2 separate regions of the Mus musculus genome follow, and region 2 is linked to region 1. A link is a contact called in public Hi-C data. All regions are on one chromosome and are shown on one strand. Each heading gives the region's core, a stretch centred on a gene start, on an enhancer-like site or on the middle of the called end of the contact. The rest is flanking DNA. Distances are from core to core; before and after follow the strand shown. Region 1 has its middle 190 kb from the start of Isl1. Region 2 has its middle 130 kb from the start of 4930435F18Rik.

Region 1 (4,254 bases), core at 318-2,817:
CACAGATTCGTTCTTATGCCTCATATATCTGGCCAATGACTTATTCATTCTTTCAAGAGTTACCATTGAGCTCTGGCAAGGTACTCCACACCATGTCAGTTAGAAAATAACATGGATCACACACTATCTGGACACTTTAGGTTTGCAGAGATGCGACCCAGGACACAGGCTGCCTGAATTGATTCTATACTGCTTGAGTGTGATGCAAGGTGGACCTAAAGCCATCGTCTATAATTTTGCTAGTATATGATTAAGGAGTTCTATAAGGTCAGACTTTTATAAATCAATACATAAAAAATATTTGCTCCATATTTGGGCACATACATGTGAATCAATATTTAGTTACTCGCTATGATCTACCATGGCAAGTGTTTTAAGTGATTAGAATGTACCTCTTACAGGATAGGTTTTTGACAATTATCACTCTTCAAACTCTCCAACACTGTGATCAGAGTATTTATCCCTCTTTATGGTAATCCATTCTAAGTGTCATGATTAGATTTCCATGCTAGTTTTCCTTGTTCCTAGGTGTCTTAAACAATATAGGGCTTCATTACATTCTCTAAGGATGCTGGATTGTGGCCACACTAGCAATTGACTATCAGGTTCTTTCGTTTACTCTACCTCCTTAGTGTTTTATTTGACAGCTATTAAATTTGTAATTTCCAGGCAACTTCCCAAAAACAAATGGTAGAAAGCAGTAGACACTGCTCTGCTTACAATCCAGAAAACCTCGTGTGTTCACAAGTGTTCACAGTAGACCCACAGAAGCGCCCATGCTTCTGTGAGTGCTTCTAGCTATGGTACTCAACATTCTGTAGCTTGCCCACATGTATAATATTTAGAAAAAATTGCAGCAACAGAACATCTGTTTAAAAAGAAAATCAAACAGTATTAAAACACAGTAGGTAGATCGTGGAAAGAATATTCAAAAGGAGAAGTTTCAAATAGCAATTTTATCTCATATGTAAAATGTAAAACTCTAAACAGAAAATGTCCACATGTTTTTTATATTAAGACTCATTGGCTCTCCTTATTAATACCTGCCTCATAAGCTCTGAGAGTACCCTTTCTAACATAGGAAAAGTGCTATCTGTATGCTTGGGGAAAACTACAAAGAGGCAATAAATTATTGCTGTAATGACATGCTAATTAAAATTTTGCTTGTAACTCATGTAAGTGTTTGAAGCCCAGCAAATTTCTCTTTTCATTTGTGGAGTGTGAAGGTAAATTGCCCAGTGACAGTGGGACATCGCTAACAAGTACAAATTGAATAACATGCTATCTTGCTCTATTAGCCCTGACTAGCATGTCTGAATTAGATATTCAGCACACTCCCCATTGTAGGGCTGATTGATAAATGCTAAGGAGAATTTGTCAAAACAACAGGGGCTACACCCAGTGGGACATCAATATGCTCCATTTAGTCACCCCCGTAGCACTTCCTACATAGGATTGTCACATAAAATTAAGACTAGCCGCTAACCAGCCATCAAGCTTGTAGCAGACGTCAGGCAGCCTGTGTTCTGTATGCATATTAGTCACATGCTTAACAATTTGGGCTGTCAGGACAGAAGCATGCAGTGACCTCCAGAGCAGAGGTTGAATCTTCCAACTACACTGAAGCATCACGCTCAGCTGTTCAAGATTTTAGGCCATTTCCTGCCAGATCTGGGCACAGATGCAGTGCCCTAAGCTATAATCTGTGGCAGCATCCAAATGACAAATGGCACCAGGAAGATTATTGCATTATATATTAAGTACCACAAGTCTGTAAATTATAAGTAAACTACTGTTCAGACTGTCTCCTCCAGCTTTCAAGAGACTTTCCCTCTCCATTCTTTTAAAAAATAAACCTAATAAATATTGGGTGAAGCAGAGATCAAAGCCCAGAGTTTGAATTAGACATCTCCATTGCTAATTAGCTGCTTGAATATCAAACAGTTTTGGGCCAGCTGTAATTTAATAAGCCATGATTGAGGTTCGCCTGATTTTACTTCCCCCATTGAAAATTCTTCTCAGGTGCAAGTTTGTATGATTTCTAGGATTCTTGGTGATAGTTTGTTCTTGGTATTTCCTTTGTCAACATAATTAGCCATAAACACAGAGTAAAAAATAATTTAAAAATATTTCTATATCTGACATATGCTTTATTTAGAGTCATCTCCTTCCATCGCATTATGACAAATAACTTTATGTATGAGGTCATCTGCTCATGGAATAAAGCCTTCAGAAGATATAATGTTGCCATTAGTTTGAAATAAAGTGTGTTCCCTACATTACCTCTTTTCATGATATTGGGTTCTACTGTATATTGAGCAACTGAAAAAGTGGCCATTTGCCAATTTGATCATACCATGAGATATAAAAAGTAGGATCATATTTGAAAATAAATTATTTAAGTTTCCTGGATATGACAAATGTGTTCTTTGCATGTATCAAAGAGAGTATATCAAATAATTTCTTACTTTGAAAACCATGTATACCTAGAAAATATACTGTGACTTCAACTCATAAACAACTAACTTTAGACTACTTATGGTGTGGAGCTCGTGGTTTTATTCTGAGGTTAAAAGTAGAATTATTCAAAACACATGAGGTATATATGTTTATAGTGCTTTTACAGAATTCAATCTTTAAAAATACAATCTTGATATAAACAAAAACAAAACCACTGTTGAGTGGCACAATACTTCTTTCCCTAAAACCAAAATGCCAACATTTAATCAACTACTACTACTTTATATTTTCCATTTAAAATAACATCCTGAAAATGTAGCATTATCTTTTCACATATTCTAGATTCCTTCTATACAAGAGTTTAATTTTTTTAAGGGTTTTGATAACTGTGGGTACGATAGTTTATGTTATAAATTTAAACACTGGATTCCTTTCAGAAAATACTGATATTTCCATGAAAATGAATTACTTTGTTTAATATGTAGAATGGTGAATTTCATGGAAATACTTAATTTTAAAATTGTTGATCTCGATATATTGATTAGCTTATGCTGAACTATAAAGCTGAATGCTACATGCAGAGACCGTAAAACACAACTGTCCAACCACTGCAGTGATAACCGCAGCAGCACAAGAGACCACTCAGTGTGGGACATTACTCCCAAGGCACAGTGGTGAAAGAATGTAGTTCAGTACTTCCTCTGACTGATGGCTTCCCCTAAGCAGATACAAACTTTTTCTCTTCAAGCATTTTCTTTAAATTTAAAACTATCCTGGTGAGATGGGCCTAAAGCATCAGTCCTGCACTCAAGAAATGGGTATCTAAATTCATTCAAAGTTTTTAACTTGAACTTTTAAGTTAAGATGAATTATACAAATCCCCCTTTCTGGGTTTACCTTCCACCAGTCCTAGCAGTTTGAACAAAGGACAGCAGGGTCCTTTTGCCTGAGGCAACAGTCTGCTCACAGAGAGTGTAGCAGCTGAATTGCTCCCCATTCACATTCTAAACCCTCTCTCCTAATTGTCATCGGTATCATCAGAGTCACTTTCTGAGACCACAGCCACAATTCTACAGCCCCTTTGGAGCAATATTGCCTTGGCTTTTCCTCCTGGGGAGAGCTTCTTGCCTGGTGCAATCTGTGGAGCCACTTAGCACAGGCTCTTTGCTGACCGATAACAGGTACCAGATGATGCATCCAGACCTCCAGCCTATTTTTATTCTCTTATGGCTGGCGTGCCTGACACTGGTGTGTGTGTGCACAGATGTCAGATATAGATGATGCTTCTGCTGCTGTTTTCATGAAAGAGCTTCAGGTTGGTGGCGGGGGGTGGGGGGAAGTAATGTTGCTTTTTTTAGTAATATATGGTCTTTAAAGTATCTAGCTCACAATCACACCAAGTACATTAATATTTCCTGTTTCACTATGTTGTATGATGCTTGGGAAAGTTTATGAGACTGCCTACTTATCCCACCAACATTTTATTGTTTTCCTCACAATGTAGAACAATATATATATATCCCACTTATAAGTTCTATAAACAAAGAAGGGACTACTACCATGTTAGTATTTTATACAGTAGAAATTCCTAATAATAACATTGCTCTTCTGGTATCAAAGCATACTTTCCTTTCCCATAAATGTGTATGAATGTTTCCTTGGAAGGATAAAATTTGTACTAAAATGTTGACCAACAAGCAAAGATGTATAAACGCAACTTGAAATTTGTTCTATATATATTGTAAGAGTTGTAATAAATTATGTATTATATATTTAACATTTCACGTAATATAC
Region 2 (4,270 bases), core at 1,062-3,561, 210 kb before region 1:
TTTGCCAATAAATTGATACATTTTGAAGAATACCTCAGAAAACTTGTTCCTTTTCACCTTCTGCTTCATCAGAATCTCTAATTGTGCAGTTCTGACTGTAGGTGGAGACAGTATATCAGGAGGATTAATACAGTGTCACCATGTACCTGATATGTCACCCCAAAATATATCAGGTAATTAAGGAGGCTCTACTGTAGTTTTAAGTTGTGGTCCTATCCAGTGAGACTTTGAATTCCAGTTGTATATTCCTGAAAGATGTTGACTTTTGTTTTTAACAAAATCTTGCAAAGAAAAAAAAAAAAGACACCTGTCCTTCTAGTAAATTGAGGGAAGGCAGGGGATAATTAGGGACAAATGATCTTCAGAGTGAAACCATGGCTTTACAAGTTCAAGTCTTGGCTAATAAAATTCTCAGAGTGATACCAGGAATCAGACAAATACCCAGAAATGTGTATTTCCCATCATTGCTGTTATTTGTATGCCCTATCTTTCCCCCAGCTCCTTTATGACTCAAATCCTTGTGTAAATTACCATAAAAGGAAAGCACTTTATTTATAGAGGGTTCTCTTTTGCCTAAATATTCCAGATGAGAATTTTTTTAAGTGACAATGAAAACTAACATTTTTAAAAATGTTGTTAAGGATATTGTAAAAACCTTAAACATCATCCACACTTCAAAGCAAAGTTCAAAAATCTGGGTTGCATGACTTGTCTCTTCGGGAAATGAATTCAACACCTCATAAAAATATCTTCAGGCTTCTCAGTAAAGCCATGTTTGTTCTTTGTGTGTTTGGAGTTTGTACTTTCTCTGAGTGCAGAAGATGTGTTAGCAAGCTAACTGGGATTATGCCCTTTACAGAAAACGAAGGCTCCTTTGGGAAAACTATTTGTCCAAAAGGAGTCAATGGCTTTCTGGCTTACAGTCCACTGCTTCTTCTAGCCCTTCTCTCAGTAGTAGCTTTGTGTTAAGGTCGTTGTTTTATTGATGTTGAAGTTCCTCACAACATAATTTACCCCCAAGGAAAGAAGCAGCAAAGCAGGAAATTATTCTCTGAAGTCTCCAGTTGTTTCAAGTCACAGCCTGATACTAAAGCGCAAAATTCAGTTTTCCATACATTAATATCATCTTTGCAACATCTCCAAGGAACCTAAAGAGAAATAGCAATCCTGAGGGTTTCTACAGGGAAATAATATCTATCAAATAAGATACATTAAAAAATTAAGTGTTAAATCGACGTCTTTTTAAAAATTGGGCTCTAGTCTGATAGTACTTTGGAAAAGTCAGAAAAATTTTAACTACGGGCTCTCCACTCTCCCTACCTTGAGGTACATATTTTGAGAGAAGATGACTTTCGATCTTATAGTCTGAATTGGAATACCGGAAGTTCTGACTGTGATCCTGGGCGCAGCCGCGGATGTATGTGCGTGTGCATGCTCAGCATAAAACAGTCATGCCCCCATGACTGTCAGCAATCCTATGAAGGAGCCAGCTCAGGGCTCTATGCCTTCTTAGTGGAGCAGCGTGCCTTTACGGTTTCTCTTCCCTTTGAAGACACTAGGAGGCGCGCCAGCACCAAGTTTGCTCCTTTACGCTCTGTACCAACAACGCTAAAAGGTTTTGTTTTGTTGCTTTTTTTTTTTTTTTTCCTTCATTTGAAAGTCTGCAAAGGGAAAAGACTGGGAAATGCACTTGGTCTGTTTATACATCCGAGGCCCGGAGGTGTTACTTTAGAGAACAATATCCTCTAGAATGGCTTTTCCCTCTCACCCCGCCTCAGCTCTCATTCTGTCTCAGGTGGACTTGGAAAAATACAATAAAATAAAAAAAACTTCACACAAGGAGAAAGTCCCGCCCCGAGGCCGGGTGGGATGGTTTACAGCCTGGACCTCCAGCAGTTCGGTGTTTAAATAAATCTTAGTGAGCAATGGAGACCGATCTTCACATTAATCTTGAGTAATTAGCGTTATAACCCTCGGCCCGTTCAAGACAAAGCTTTATGCAAATGTCCCCCCTTCCTTTCCAGATGCCTCTTCCCGGGGCCTGCCCCGGTCCCCTTATCCCCTAGCCCCCTGGGTTGCTAACGCCCCTGCAGATCCAGAGCCTCTTTTTTAATAACACGGTACGTTGAGGACCTTTAAAAAAAATGATGAGGGTTCTGGAGTTTTTAAAAGATTTAAAAAAAGGGAAGTAAGGGCAGCTGCAGAGGGGCGGGGGAGGGGGGTGCACAGCCGGGGCTGTTAGACAGGGTTAGCCTCCAGCGAACTGGCACCTGCCCTTGGCAGCCAGGCTTGTTCAGTCAAGGACAGAACCCACCGAGTAATGAGATTCGGAGGTTGGGAAGCGAGATTTTCTCCAAACATCAGACTGGAGGGCTGAGGGAGGGAGGGAGGATCTTCCAAGGGAGACCTTCCAGGAAGGTTAGATCTCCAGTTTGGCCCTTGGGACACCACTCTGACTTTCGGTCCTATACATAGAGAAGATTCTGAACTTGGGTCCTCAGCTGGGAGTCGCTGCTAAAAGGAGACATGGCCTAACAGGAGGCGGAGGAAGAGAATATGAGAAACCCCAACTCACAAGTTTTTATGCGCAAAGGTCGAGGAGGGCGGCGCTCACACAGAGCACAGACACGGAGCTAAGAGCGTTCAGGTCTCTGTCTGGTGCTGTACTATCTGCTGTGTTGTGTTGACTGGCTCTGAGGACTTAGATTTTCAGTTTATTCCAAGGACCCGCTCGCCGTTTTATGGCTGTACTTATTTTTTAAAAAATCTCTCTGGTCCGTAACGAAATGACTCAAACTCCCAAATCTTTGCAGACCTGAGAATGGAGCCTCCCAAGCTTCAGTGTGCATCCCTAATGCCGTAGTCCACCCAGCAACACACACACACACACACACACACACACACACACACACACACCCCACACCGCCCTCAGTGCTTCCTTTCTCACAAAGCAGAACCTAATGAGTGCTAAGGTATTAAGCAGAAGGGCTCAGAGAATGTGGCCTAGGGACTGTACCTGTCACTCCTCTTGAAAACTTCTACAGAAACAGTTTTCTGATTCAAAACGCGCCTCAAGCCTCCACACACATTATCATCCTTCTGTCTTTATACTTTTAGGTTATTCCTTCTCTCTCTCTCTCTCTCTCTCTCTCTCTCTCTCTCCCCCTCTCCAGCTGACCTCTCCATTCTCAAAAAGGTAAGCATAGCACTAAGGGGGAAAGCCACGGATGTGACTCTTTTTAACTCATAATAGCTGTGGTCTACACTGTGTTTATGAAACGGAGTAAGAAAGGGAGGGGGCTTAATGTAACGACACCGCCAGGCTGTATAAATACAATATTCATTTTTTAAAAGTGAAGTGGATTTGGTTTACTCTGAAGACCAGTAATTCAAACAGCACCTATCTGCTGCAGATAGAGCAGCTATGCACATCTACACGGGCAAGTTTGAAATTTAGAACAAGGCTTTGATTTATTCCCTTTCTATCAGTGATTAATGCCCCTTAATTAGCTAATCTCAAAGCTATTATTTACACCGATGGCAGACAAAGGAAAACCTGATGATCCAACGCTTATGTCAGCTTGGAAAGCTAAAACAAAACAAAACAAAAATGTTTTATTCAGAGTGGAGTCCAGAGTCTTACAAGTGAACCTTAAAATAACAAAGAATCCCAAAGGTAAAAATAAAATAAAATAAAATAATAAAGCCACTTTAAAAGATTTAGAAGAATACTCCTCGGTCGCTCCCCAATCTAAATCTTCTTCTTCCTTCCTCTTCCTTTTGCCTGGAGCAATGTGAGAGGAGATAATTAAAGAGGAAGACTATGTTTTGTCTTCTAAACATTAAAAATCTAGGAAATTTCTTCAGTTGCTATGGGGAACATTTACAGAGGAGTTTCTGAAATCGGGTATGAGGAACGGGTTCTTCGACTTTAAAGCAGTGTTTTCTTTGTGCATTTCTTAGGACCATGTTGGCAGCCTGGGACCAGGTTCCTTTATCAAGATCTGGGGTCTCAAACCCCAGGCAGGGCTGGGTGTGATGTGCTTGTAGTCTAGGTGTTCCGGAATTTCTCTTTGAACTCTGCCATCCCAAGCACCGCTTCTCTTTTAAAGTAGCTCAGTATCAACACATCCCTGCCTGGACAGAGGTAGTTCGGAGCCTTTCTTTCCAGAAAAAGAGTAGGTTGGGAAACTGGAAGATTGGCCTTCAGCTCTTCAGAGGAGTCCAGGTGGTTGCCCCAGGAGCAGCAGAGCTCAACACAGGCTATTGG

The links. Hi-C and Micro-C count contacts between places; a contact is called where the count stands out from the background.
Region 2: a Hi-C map of the N1E-115 cell line shows a contact between it and region 1, with 3 times the contacts expected there. The contact joins two enhancer-like sites. A contact is called at or near these places in 2 of 484 Hi-C or Micro-C datasets (the N1E-115 cell line and embryonic stem cells), 6 of 115 datasets of contacts at active chromatin or transcription factors (embryonic forebrain, embryonic hindbrain, embryonic stem cells and 2 more) and 1 of 9 other capture datasets (embryonic tail).

What each region holds. Positions count from the first base shown.
Region 1 is chr13:116,495,059-116,499,312 of GRCm38.p6, reverse strand. No RefSeq gene overlaps it. Among named protein-coding and RNA genes, the nearest start is that of Isl1, 190 kb to the right of the region's middle. Within about 2 kb of position 1,567, at least 17 of the 459 cell types and tissues checked have an H3K27ac peak or open chromatin away from gene starts, as enhancers often do. A contact at or near this core is called in the N1E-115 cell line, where this site is marked.
Region 2 is chr13:116,709,707-116,713,976 of GRCm38.p6, reverse strand. No RefSeq gene overlaps it. Among named protein-coding and RNA genes, the nearest start is that of 4930435F18Rik, 130 kb to the left of the region's middle. Within about 2 kb of position 2,311, at least 51 of the 459 cell types and tissues checked have an H3K27ac peak or open chromatin away from gene starts, as enhancers often do. A contact at or near this core is called in the N1E-115 cell line, where this site is marked.